Regions from separate parts of the Xenopus tropicalis genome. Here region 1 is linked to region 2. Evidence: chromatin contacts called from public Hi-C data. All regions are on one chromosome and are shown on one strand. Each heading gives the region's core, a stretch centred on a gene start, on an enhancer-like site or on the middle of the called end of the contact. The rest is flanking DNA. Distances are from core to core; before and after follow the strand shown. Region 1 has its middle 19 kb from the start of espn. Region 2 holds the start of acot7 (acyl-CoA thioesterase 7).

Region 1 (6,716 bases), core at 3,992-6,491, 76 kb before region 2:
TTTTTCGGATTCTTTACGAATTTTTCGGATCCAATACGATTTTTGCGTAAAAACGCGAGTTTTCCTATCCATTACGAAAGTTGCGTAAAAAGTTGCGCATTTTGCGTAGCGTTAAAACTTACGCGAAAAGTTGCGCATTTTTCGTAGCGTTAAAACTTAACGCTACGAAAAATGCGCAACTTTTCGCGTAAGTTTTAACGCTACGCAAAATGCGCAACTTTTTACGCAACTTTCGTAATGGATACGAAAAACTCGCGTTTTTACGCAAAAATCGTATTGGATCCGAAAAATTCGTACAGAATCCGAAAAAATCGCAAAACATGCGAAAAAGTCGCAAAATATTCGTTTTCAAGTCGGAACTTTTCCAATTCGGGTCGGATTCGTGGGTTAGTAAATCAGCCCCCTAGTGTGTAGGAGTGTAGGAGTGTAGGTTTAAAGGAATGGTTTACTTTCCTCCATCTCTTCATAATAGTCAAGTAACATAATACAATTATAATACCATTTTATATGAGGTTGAAGCGCATACTCCAAGATGGACCAGACCCTGGATCAACTTGTACTAAGAGTTAATTTCAGAAACTTTCCAGGGCACTGCTGGGGCTTCAGGCAGTATGTGAGTATGTATTTTGGCACTAAAATACACTTTGTGTGCCTGCATCCGGGCTGACACAGTGGCTCTTTTTGGCTGATTGGAGCATAGGGGCTGATTCTCATTCTGTGGGTAAACACAGCCTGGTCTGCCTGTAGCCTAAACTGGCACCCTTGTGTCTGCTGGAAGGACATTCCTCTTTGGAATGTAATTGTTTCAATAATATCCTTTTAAGAATTGCAGACTAAAACTGCATCGCTTTTTCAAAATTGTGCCTTACCGCTGTTTTGTAAATAGGAAATATGTCCCTCAATGAATCTATAGCCCTTTAATATAGGCAAAACCCTGCTGGCCTTTCCTGCTGCTGACTGGCATTGCTCGGTACAGCTACGTTTATTATTCACAAGTACCTCAGGACTAATCTCTAATCCCATTTAGGGTATAAGTGCCATGCGTATTTTTGCATAACTTTTCATTTGTCAACATTTTAGTGCTCATGTATATCTGCAAGTGCAGCTGCATTCCTTATCCTTAACCTGCAATCAGTTGCATGTAAAATCTCTTTCACTAAGGGTACTTGCGCTCAGGGCCGGAACTAGGGGTAGGCAGAAGAGGCAGCTGCCTATGGCGCAACAATTGAGGTTGGCTTGGCCTGCCCATGCTTGCGCTCCTTACACTTGCCTATATTTGCGCTCTGCACCACGGAGTCCCTCCTGCCTTCCATTCCAAATTGAGCGCTGCTGCGCCTATTGATGCAGGGAGTTATCAACACCTCCTGACCAGACAGTAGTGCCAGGGTTCCCTCAGTGCCCTGCATCAGAAGCTATATTTTTATTTTAGAGCTGTTAATAATGCATAGTACTGTGAATCCAGAAACAATAGGTCTCTCCCACAAAGGCTTACAATCTAAAACTGGCTATATACTGAAATGGTCACCAATTTGGTTAGTTGATCATCAAACAAGTAGATCTCTAAAAATATTTAATAGAGGTAGAAAAATTGTAGTGATTTATTAATTTTCTTCCAAAACCAGCTTCCCCTTCCAATATAAATTATCTGTTTTTTTCACTAAATTCCAAGCACTTGCTTGTGCTACTCACTGCAATTGCACACCATGTGCCAACATCCAGCACAAGATGCATAGAGAAGTCATTTTGTGCTGGGCTTTGGGCAGGCACATGTGCTATGGGAAAGTTGCCCCAAGAGATGAAATCTTGTGCCCACACTTGTTCCCTATCTGATTGTTAATGAGCCCTCAATAGTTTTGTTTCTGCAATTCCTAATGCTTTGTTTATCTCACTGGGCTTTCATTCATGAAGATGATTATGGCTAAATAAGGGTGAAACTGTTTGCTTTTGAAAAAGCCTTAAATTTGTCTATAAAGGATGGAGAATGCAATGTTCTGCGATATTCTGGTACTTTGCATCTGGACAAACATAACCTATATTATGAGAGCACTTGTTTTAGTGAATTCACAGGAAAGCACACATTATGAACACTGTTTTAGGGGCAATGGCAATTTTGCTGCCCATTGGAAATTGAGCTCTATGTGGGCACCAAATTTCTGCATCAAGTAACTGCACAAAATGTGGAGGGAAGCATTAAAGCATGTTAATATAACAATAAAGAGTAATGTTACCCACGGAAAATTATTGAACACAGAATACCCGCTAATATCTTTATATTGACAATGGCAGGAATCTGATTATCCAAACCTGCCGAGTCATTTAAAAATGCAGAAGGAAACATTTCCATGTGATTTAGCTGGTTTGAAAAGAATAATTTTCACCAGGGACATTTTTGGGACCACCCCACCATGTTCAGAAATTCAGCATAGCGAGTCATGAGGAGATGCATTGCTAGCAATTACACTCTCTACTACAATACCTGAAATTTCAGTTTAATAAATACAATTATAGCTTTTAAAGTTACAGGAGAGGCTTTTTCTTCTCACCTTGCCTTATGGTAGCAGCTCCCCTGATTTCTACCATTGCCAATGCAAATATATACTGAAACTGGACATCAGACATGGCCAAACTGGGCCACCTACACACCTAGGTCCCCCCCCCCCTTCATTAGTTGCAAGGTAATTTTTCCATACTCTTACTGCCCCTCCCCTGCAGTACCACTATTCATGGATAGCAGCCCTGTGCATAGTATGTTATGCCCTTGTTTGGACACTTACCTTCAGGCTTGGACTGCCAATCTGTGGATTCTGGCAAATGCCAGAGGGGCTACTGTTAAATGCCATAGACAGTCACAATTTATTGGACCCATGGTCCTGTAATCCCTCTGTATTGTTTAAAAATGTATTTTCCTGTGTTGTTCACACCTTTTAATCCTTGCATTGATCAACCCCTGCAGTGTTCACACCTCAGGCTCAGGCTGTAATCACCCCCATTGTTCAAACCTCAGACATTGTAGGTACTGCCTGGACTATGCTGCCTGTGTGTATGGCACACACAGGGAACATAGGGTAGGCAGAATATGACACATAGGCAGCATAGGGCAGGGAGGGTATGGCACACACAGGCAGCATAGGGCACGGCACACACAGGCAGGGTAGGGCAGGCAGAGTATGGCACACACAGGCAGCACAGGGCATTTAGAGTATGGCACACACAGGCAGCATAGGGCAGGCAGAGTATGGCACACACAGGCAGGGTAGGGCAGGCAGAGTGCTGCCTGTGTGTGCCATACTCTGCCTGCCCTATGCTGCCTGTGGGAGGTGAACATGGCAGGGGTTTGTTCTGGGAGTTTGTTAGCATTTGGAAATAGCCGTTAAGTGGTCCCTAAGGTGTGTAATTATGTGCTGGGGGTTGCTGTGCTATCCACAGGGGAGGAGGAGGCATATGGATTTAAGGGTATATCTTAATATGACATAATATAATTATTTCACATATGAATGATGGTTGATATCCCCACAGTAAGGACCAAGCATTTGGTTTTTTGCTGAACTACCACCATTGTGATAAAATAGGTGTGGTTTGAAGTGAGTGTGGTTTAAAAAAGGGGAGTGGTCAAAACTGGCTTCCATTAGCGGCCCTCCACCATGTATGCAAGAGAAATTCCAGCCCTCGGCACCACAGAAGTTGGACAGCACTGGTCTATGACATTAATGTCATGCCTTTGCTTCAACATAATTGTATTAATCAGATCTATTATAACCTTGGCATCACCATTAGCAATGAGCAAACTCTAACATCCAGTAACAGTTTGGGGGCAAAATTTGCAGTCTCACCAACAACTGGTTTGCCACAGAAAAAAAACACTGTCTGTTTCACCAGAAAAAAATACATGTGTCATTATTATTCACTCCTTGCCTTTAATCAACCAATGGGATTAGAACATTCCCCAGCCCTACCTTGTTACACAAACAAGCACAGGGTAGGGTTGCCGCCTCACCCCTTTAATACCAGCCACATATTGAATTTACATCCTGCATGGCTTATTAGCAGTGAACGCAGAATCAATCTAATTAATTGCTAACTGGCCATGCAGGATGTGGATCCATTCTGTGGCTGGTAAAGGGGCGAGGTGGCAACCTTATCCCCGGGACAGCTCATTAAATATATGGGGGAGGGTGGGAAGGTCTCACATTCAATTAATTGATAAAGACAAGGGAAGCACAATAATGAGTCAGAGTTTCTCTGTGGTTTTTTTCTCATGGCAAAATACTATGTTTTTTTCTAGTAAAACAAAATGCATAGCAAAATTCTAGCATGGATTTGCAACTATTTTCACTGCAGGTTTTGCCAGGAAACTGTACAGGGCAAAAAGTTTGCCCATTCCTTGTGGCAAGTACCTGCTGTAAGGGTGAAGACACACAGAGATACTAGTAGCAGCTACTTGTCATGGCTACTATAAGGGCTCTGGCACACGGGGAGATTAGTCGCCCGCGACAAAACTCCCTGTTCGCGGGCGACTAATCTTCCCGAGTTGCCATCATTGTCGGCGGTGGGATGGCACATGCGGCGGCGCAAATTCGGGAAATCGCAGAAAAAGCCTTGCGAGGCAACTTTGGCGATTTCCCGAAATCGTGCCGCCGCGTGTGCCATCCCACCGGTGGGATGGCAGGTGATGGCAACTCGGTGAGATTAGTCGCCCGCAAACAGGGAGTTTTGTCGCAGGGCGACTAATCTCCCCGTGTGCCAGAGCCCTAAAAGACTGCTGATCTTTTACTGATAATTGTCTCTACCTGTGTTTTAGCAGAGGCAATCCTCAGTATTGTCTATGGCAGGGGATTTTCCAGGGCTAAGTAGCTGCTACTAGTAGCTCTGTGTGTCTTCACCCCAATGTGACTTGTATTGGCACTTCTCACTTGCTGTCTCTATTAAATCTGAAACTCCACATCGATGTTTGAAGTGCATTTCCCATGTATGTCAGCCCTCCTTCCTTTGGATCAGTTAGAATGTTGCTGTATAGAGGTATGGAAGGTATATAAGAATGCATGTGTAGAGCTCACACTTCCTGGCAGCTGCCTGCTCTATAACGAGTCAGTGAGAGATTAATGAGACTCAGGCGATTCCTGTCAATGACTTTCAGTTCATTATGGGAAGATAAAGAAAGGAACGTTAGTAAATAGTTGGCCCATCTGCTTCTGTGTCACTGCCCCTGACGCGTGCAGCTCTCATGCCCGGAGCCCTCACAGTCCGGCACTTCCGCCCCCCCCCCCCTCCATGAACTTGGTGCGATCCAAGGAAAAGCTTAGAGACTGGGGACCACCCACACAGGCAGGATCGGGAGGGGGAGGAAAACCAATACGTGAAATACTGAAGGGGTTGTGATTTTATACTGTGTAGCAACCGAAGCCCACAGGAGGGGGAGTCGTTTGCCAGGACGTTTATTTTCATATTAAAAACAAAAATAATAATAGTAATAAATACAGATTAGTTGCATCTTTTTGTATTTCAACTCAAAGAACCACCTTTCTGTGACTGGGGACGGGTGGCTGATTCCCCATTGGGCTGATTCTGACCTGAGGGCAGGGAAAATAAATAATGATAATTTACTTGGATCAATTGTGTAAAGATAAATAGTATCAGTGTGAACACTGTTGGGGCTACCGGGACAACAATTAAAGAAGCACAGGCAGGTAGGATTTCAGCACCAACAAGGGAACAGCGCAGACTCCATGGTGAGACGTTGATACATTTCAATACTGTAAGACAAAAAGACAAAAAGACAGCAACTATTTTGACGTCCATCTACTAAAGGTTAATAGAAATAGAATAGGGAACGGGAGGCTGTTAAGTATAAAATAACAGTGGAGAGTAGAAAGGACGCCATTTACAAATAGGCTATTAAAGGAACAGTAACACCAAAAAATGAAAGAGCTTTAAAGTAATAAAAATATAATGCACTGTTGCCCTGCACTGGTAAAACTGGTGTGTTTGCTACAGTAACACTACTATAATTTATATAATAAGCTGCTGTGTAGCCACGGGGGCAGCCATTCAAGCTGGAAAAAAGGAGAAAAAGCACAGGTTACATAGCAGATAACAGATAAGTTCTGTAGAATACAATAGTGTTTTATCTGTTATCTGCTATGTGCCTGTGCCTTTTCTCCTTTGAATGGCTGCCTCCATGGCTACATAGCAGCTTATTTATATAAATTATAGTAGACTTTCTGAAGTAAACACACAACTTTTACCAGTGCAGGGCAGCAGCACATTATATTTTAGTTACTTTTATACACTTTCATTTTTTGGTGTTACTGTTCCTTTAAGATATAGAATACAAACGACTAGTCAGAGATTATGCACTGGGAATTGTCTATGTAAAAGAGATAAGATAAAGGGAAAGGAGCTGAAGACACACAGAGCTACTAGTAGGAGCTACTTGTAGTGGCTACTAAAATAGACAATGCTGATCATTTACTGATTAGGGTCTCAACCTGTGTTTAAGCAGAGGCAATTCTCAGTATTGTCTATGGCAGGGGATTTTCTGGAATTTAGTAGCCATGAAAAAGTAGCTGCTACTAGTAGCTCAGTGTGTCTTCACCCTAGAGGTCTAGAATATCCTCTGATGCATAGAGACATGAACGGAGAAATGAATGAATGCAGTACAATGAGTCGTTATGAGATAAAAAGAAGCGGCTACCAATTAGTATAACTGGGATGGGAGA
Region 2 (6,930 bases), core at 3,413-5,912:
ATATTAAAGAGTGAAGCATTGGCCAATGTATGACCACCTTTAATTTGCAAATGACTGCATGTGAAATGTAATAACCTCTGTTTCCGAATCCTAAGGCTTGCTCTAGCATCAATGAGACATAGCTCTAACATTACAGTCGCCTCACTCATGCAATGAGTTTACAGATCTTGTCTTAATCTGATAGAGCCCTGTGTTCATTTTACCCTGCCACACAGTAAATAGGTGCTCAAAGGGCTGCTCCAGATCTGACTTGTAAAAAGCGATGCATATGCTAATGACAGTACACAAGACATCAAAATGGGTTTGAATGTTAGTAACAAATTATTTTTGCTTTCACAAGTGTGGTTTGTGGAAACCTTTTGAATGCCTGCCTCTTCTCTGCTTTATGGTTTATCTGCTCACCACCTCGGCCTCCATCTATTTGGTGAATTATTTCTAGTTTTTGGTTCCCTTCTATGTGCAATTTTATCTTGTTACTATCTGTGAACCAAGGTACTCTTGTGGTAAAATAAAAAAAAAAAAGGAATAGCTATATAATGCAGGGCCCTATAAACTGCTAATGAACCTATAAACTAAATGAGGGGAGAGCCTTGATTATATGAGGGACAAGCAGTGCCCGGTGCCTCTACCACCCCCCCCCCCACCCACTAGCTGTAGAAAGATTTGTTGGACTATCCTCCTTATTCACAAACCTCTTGAAATGCCAGAATGGATTTCAACTAGGAACCTGCACACAGTGTCAGACTGGTGTACTTGGGGCTCATGGGAAGAAGTGGATCAAGGGGGTGGGGGTGCACTATTCTGCCATTGCGCTACATCTCTACCGCCACTGATTACTGGTCAACAGCAATCCACCTCACCCACCAACATGCCCAGTGAAAAGGGGCCCAACAAGACCAGGGACCAGTAGATTTTTTCCCAGTGTCCTGTTGGTCCAGTCCAACCTTAAATTCACAGTAGCCAAATATTCCAATTTGGGTGTCACTGTGCATGTGTTGCTTGGTGATCACCAAAATGGCTACTGGACACAGAAGTGACACAGCTAAAGGCGGTGGCCAATGCTGCCAAGCAGCTCTGTAGTTCTGGACATGCTATGGGGGCACAGATAAGTTGAAGCAAGTGTTAGTGAAGTAATAAAAAAGGGGCACTGCTGCTAAAAAAAATTTTTTTGCCTGGCTTTACCTTTCCTTTAAAGAAAGACTTATACAATACATTTACTCAAAATGTTATTATTGCCTCATTCATTAACCTAATAATGCAAATGTTAGGTAAAAACTTTTAATATACAAGATTGTATAAATTACATTTTTTGTTTAATCAGTGTTTTACTTGTTTATAAAAATGTTAATAAGGTGTTTTGTACCTATTGTTCTAAGGTTAGACTGGAACTTGTCCCCTGAAAATAGGCTGTTAATGCCCATTATTATCCTAATGAATTGTGCTCCTACCAGAGGTGTGAAGACTGTGTAAAATAAAGCAAAACAGAAGAGCTTAGAATTGATCCGACAGTTACACTGAGAAATAAAAAAAAATTGCCAGCGCTCAGTTTGCCTTTAAAAGTGAATTTTTACAAAAGATGAGGTGTTAGTACCACACTTTGGCTAAAATATGTAAGCTCACGTGCCACGTCAAGGCCCCTCATTTTAGGTGAGTCCTACACTGCCTATTAAACTGTAATGCAATTAAAATCAAGTCCCCCAGTGGACAATGTGACTGAGTAGTAAGACCCTATTGCATCTACCCTTTAGCTCAGGGGGTAATACAATTAAATTCAAGTCCCCCAGTGAACAATATGACTGAGTAGTAAGACCCCATTGCACCTACCCTTACCTCAGGGGGTGATGCAATTAAATTCAAGTCCCCCAGTGAACTATGTGACTGAGTAGTAAGTGTTACATTGAGCTCTATTTCATTTTGAAAATGTCGAGAAAAAATGCTGTTAAAATGTTGTTTAAAAGACAAATTCATAAAAGTGTGTGTAAACCGTCTTTCTTGCACCAAAAACTGAAAAGTGGTGGTTGAGTTGGAATTTAGCATATATAGAGAAGTGTTTTACCACCACTTTTACTCCAAAAACAGTTATCTCCACTTTTGTGACTCCCCCCTTATGAGTGTGATGAGTTTGACAAGTGGGGGATGAGGGTGATTGACAGAGATGCAATGCACGATGGTTGAGCATCTCTGCTCCCTCAGCCAGAGTTTTTACTCAGAGGCACAGGGTACAAAGTAGCAGAAGGCACAGTCTGCATATTAGCACAGAATGCAGGAGAATGCAAGTGTTTCCAAAATGGGCACTTAGGGTTCTGCTCTTGTGCCCTTAGTGATCTTGCACTAAGCAGGGTAATAAATTACTTCTTATATCTTTATATGTCAGTGACTAAAAATCTAATTTACAATATTTAGGGCAGTGCATTGAGGCTGAATCACATTAGCAGCACTTGGATATGTGTATTTGTGACTCAACTGAAACCAGCCTATTGCAAGCCTGGTTTCAACAGAGCTCTACATAGCACCAAGTCTCTCTCTAAATCAGTCCTTTTATATCAGCGCTGCATCTATAAATCTGTTGCTTTGTGATTTTTTTCCATTTATTCCTGCTGTTTATCAAGCTTTCTATAATCCTACAGTAGAACCGTTTAATGCTGACTATAGGCAGGGCAAGAATTATTAGTTTTGACACAAATGCATGCTGCAGCAGAATTCCACTGCAGTGCAATGTATAGCTAGCGGAAAGAAATATATATAAATTTATAAATGCTAAGGCTTATGTTCACTAGTGCAGTTACTCAGACTGACAGTCCTTGCACAAACAGACAGTATTCCTTAAAAGTGTCCTTTAACTCCCAGATTGTTGTGCTTGGCTCCACTGCATTTTGCTTTTGTCTTTTATGGTTTTTGCCTGCACAGAATGTTTTCTCCTAGCTGTGATGGCTTACGATCGATATATAGCTAGCTGCAACCTACTACATCACACCATGATTAATCATATTGATTTAATTGTCCCTTTGGTAGATTCAGGCCTGCAGTCAGATACACAGCATTATGGTCTCCTCATGGTCAGGGGACGCCCTGAGTTCATGCAGCTTATTGCAGATGTGTACTAATGTCAGAGATATGCTGCGAGGATCACATTTTTTAGTATTTGCTTTTCCCAGAACAAAGCTTTTGCCAAAAAAGCAGAGAGGGCTATGAATGTATCCATTTATTTGAAGTGGAAGACTAAGCTGGCAATATAGAAGGAACTCTTAAGCATCCAGGATAGAACAGTGAATTAAGTGATGCAAGTGCATGGCAGCAATAACCCAATATATTCAAGAAATCTTCCAAAGGTTAACAAGGTGTATGGCGTGATCAATGAAAACAACTTTTTCACTTGTGATCCACACTCAGATGTAAAAAGTGTTGGTGAGCCACACAAGCATGAAAACATTTTTTGGGGGATGCCAAATAAAGGTGGCCATACACGAGCAGATCTGCTCGCTTGGCGATGTCGCCAAGCGAGCGGATCTTCCCCCGATATCCCCACCTACGGGTGGGCGATATCGGGGACCATTTAGGTAAAAAAAATAATAATCCGATCGTTTGGCCCTGGGGCCAAACGATCGGATTATGTGGGCGGCAATGGGGCAGTCGGATCGGGGACCGCATCAGATCCGACCAGATTTTCTAACCTGGCCGATCGAGAATCTGGCCAATTTCAGGCCAGATATCGGTCGGCCAGGCCGCTCTGCTCTCCCCATACACGGGCCGATTAGCTGCCGAATCGGTCCAAGGGACCGATACCGGCAGCTATAGTCGGCCCGTGTATGGCCACCTTTAGAACTGTGATTGGCTATTTGTCAGCCTGCAGGATTATCTGATTGGAGTAAAAATATGTCTCTGTTCTTCCAAAATATGCCCCCAGGGCAGAAATGTAAAAATTGGCACCTACTTTGAGGCCCCTGGGAGCAACATGTTGCCCACAAGCCACTGGTTGGGGATCACTGCTCTAGAACAAGCTGGCCTGAGATTGTTTATTTATTGCAATTAGGTGTACATATATGAATTGGAAATTAATTTGTGATATGTGACAAATATGAATTTTAAATGATTAATAAAATCTGACTTCTCTATAGTTAGACTCCTGGCAGCTATAGTAGTGACAGTTAAGTAATAGGTAGAACTGGGATGGGGAATCATTTTAAAAAGTGGGTTTTTACATTTGCTTTTTCTCATCTGCATCAGACAGGGGACTGAATGAACCAAGAGGATAATTTATATAATTTCATGCAAAAGGTAGGATCCTTATCATTATTGCCATTCAGGCCTCCATCACAAATACGATGTATTATCTGGGACCAACTACAATGAGAATACATGTGCTTACTGAAGAGTAACATTAGATTATAATAATGAGAATACATGTGCTTACCGAAGAGTAATATTAGATTATAACAATGAGAATACATGTGCCTAACTGAAGAGTAATATTAGATTATTGGGCCCAGGCGGCATATAATAATCGGAACGTACTAAATATCGGAGAGTGACATTGGTCATGTTGTTAGATACCCGCAGCCAGTGTTTGAGTTTGGCGCTCTTTGCCAAAGGACTGAGTGAGCCAAAGCCATTCTGTCCCCTCCTTATTCCCCTCCCCTCTCAGTCAGAGCATCCATCCTACAGCAGCCCGGCCGCCTCGCTTCTCCTCACTGCAGCCGCCGAACCTCCTCGGACATGTCTCTCCCCAAGATCTCCTCATCCTCAGCCATCCAGATCAGCAGGTAAGCCTCCCCCAGCGGCACCTATCCCACTGCCCGCTCCCGGGTGTACATGGCACTAGGCGGGCCGCGGTTAGGGGCCAGGCCGCCAGTCCCTGCTGTGTCACCGCACACGTGTATTATGTGCCGGGCTGTCTGGCCGGGACCCCTCCCTGTGCCGGCTCCCTAACAGCAGGCTGCCATGTACCTATGTAGCGCTATACCAGCCCTGTGTCTGTAGCGAGTAAAGCCCTGCGCAGCTGGGGCTGGGGGAACCCTAGTTCCTACCTGCAGGTGGGAGGTTACTGCTCTGGGAGTGGGCGGGGAATATACACCGTACCCACCTTTGCTTCATTGCGGAAGTGCTTGTGTTGCCCTTTGGGGGATATGGTGCATGTACTGCTGCAATGCATGCACTGCCCTTTGGGGGATATGGTACATGTACTGCTGCAATGCATGCACTGCCCTTTGGGGGATATGGTACATGTACTGCTGCAATGCATGCACTGCCCATTGGGGGATATGGTACATGTACTGCTGCAATGCATGCACTGCCCATTGGGGGATATGGTACATGTACTGCTGCAAGGCATGCACTGCCTTTTGTGGGATATGGTACATGTTCTACTGCAAGGCATGCACTGCCTTTTGTGGGATATGGTACATGTTCTACTGCAAGGCATGCACTGCCCTTTGGGGGATATGGTACATGTACTGCTGCAATGCATGCACTGCCCTTTGTGGGATATGGTACATGTTCTGCTGCAAGGCATGCACTTCCCTTTGGGGGATATCGTACATGTTCTACTGCAAGGCATGCACTGCCCTTTGGGGGATATGGTACATGTACTGCTGCAATGCATGCACTGCCCTTTGTGGGATATGGTACATGTTCTGCTGCAAGGCATGCACTGCCCTTTGGGGGATATCGTACATGTTCTACTGCAATGCATGCACTGCCCTTTGGGGGATATGGTACATGTACTGCTGCAATGCATGCACTGCCCATTGGGGGATATGGTACATGTACTGCTGCAATGCATGCACTGCCCATTGGGGGATATGGTACATGTACTGCTGCAAGGCATGCACTGCCTTTTGTGGGATATGGTACATGTTCTACTGCAAGGCATGCACTGCCTTTTGTGTGATATGGTACATGTTCTACTGCAAGGCATGCACTGCCCTTTGGGGGATATGGTACATGTACTGCTGCAATGCATGCACTGCCCTTTGTGGGATATGGTACATGTTCTGCTGCAAGGCATGCACTTCCCTTTGGGGGATATCGTACATGTTCTACTGCAAGGCATGCACTGCCCTTTGGGGGATATGGTACATGTACTGCTGCAATGCATGCACTGCCCTTTGTGGGATATGGTACATGTTCTGCTGCAAGGCATGCACTGCCCTTTGGGGGATATCGTACATGTTCTACTGCAATGCATGCACTGCCCTTTATGGGATATGGTACATGTTCTGCTGCAAGGCATGCACTGCCCTTTGTGGGATATGGTACATGTACTGCTGCAATGCATGCACTGCCTTTTGTGGGATATGGTACATGTTCTGCTGCAAGGCATGCATTGCCCTTGTGGTATATGGTACATGTACTGCTGCAAGGCATGCACTGCCTTTTGTGGGATATGGTACATGTTCTGCTGCAAGGCATGCATTGCCCTTTGTGGGATATGGTACATGTTCTGCTGCAATGCATGCACTGCCCTTTGTGGGATATGGTACATGTTCTGCTGCAATGCATGCACTGCCCTTTGTGGGATATGGTACATGTTCTGCTGCAAGGCATGCACTGCCCTTTGGGGGATATGGTACATGTACTGCTGCAATGCATGCACTGCCTTTTCTGGGATACGTTACATGTTCTGCTGCAAGGCATTCACTGCCCTTTGTGGGATATGGTACATGTACTGCTGCAATGCATGCACTGCCCTTTGGAGGATATGGTACATGTACTGCTGCAATGCATGCACTGCCCTTTGGGGGATATGGTACATGTTCTGCTGCAAGGCATGCACTGCCCTTTGTGGGATATGGTACATGTACTGCTGCAATGCATGCACTGCCCTTTGTGGGATATGGTACATGTACTGCTGCAATACATGTACTGCCCTTTGGAGGATAGGGGAACCAGAGACCTTCCTCGCACACCCTTAGCTCTCCAACTTAGATTATG

What was found. Hi-C and Micro-C count contacts between places; a contact is called where the count stands out from the background.
Region 1: a contact with region 2 is called in a Hi-C map of neurula embryo, with 2.1 times the contacts expected there. The contact joins the enhancer-like site here to the promoter of acot7 in region 2. A contact is called at or near these places in 5 of 5 Hi-C or Micro-C datasets (brain, gastrula embryo, liver and 2 more).

Annotation. Positions count from the first base shown.
Region 1 is chr7:99,070,241-99,076,956 of UCB_Xtro_10.0, reverse strand. No RefSeq gene overlaps it. Among named protein-coding and RNA genes, the nearest start is that of espn, 19 kb to the left of the region's middle. Within about 2 kb of position 5,241, at least 2 of the 11 cell types and tissues checked have an H3K27ac peak or open chromatin away from gene starts, as enhancers often do. A contact at or near this core is called in neurula embryo, where this site is marked.
Region 2 is chr7:98,993,924-99,000,853 of UCB_Xtro_10.0, reverse strand. acot7 (acyl-CoA thioesterase 7) reads left to right here and starts at 4,662. Exons shown (of 11, transcript NM_001078900.1): 1 at 4,662-4,760.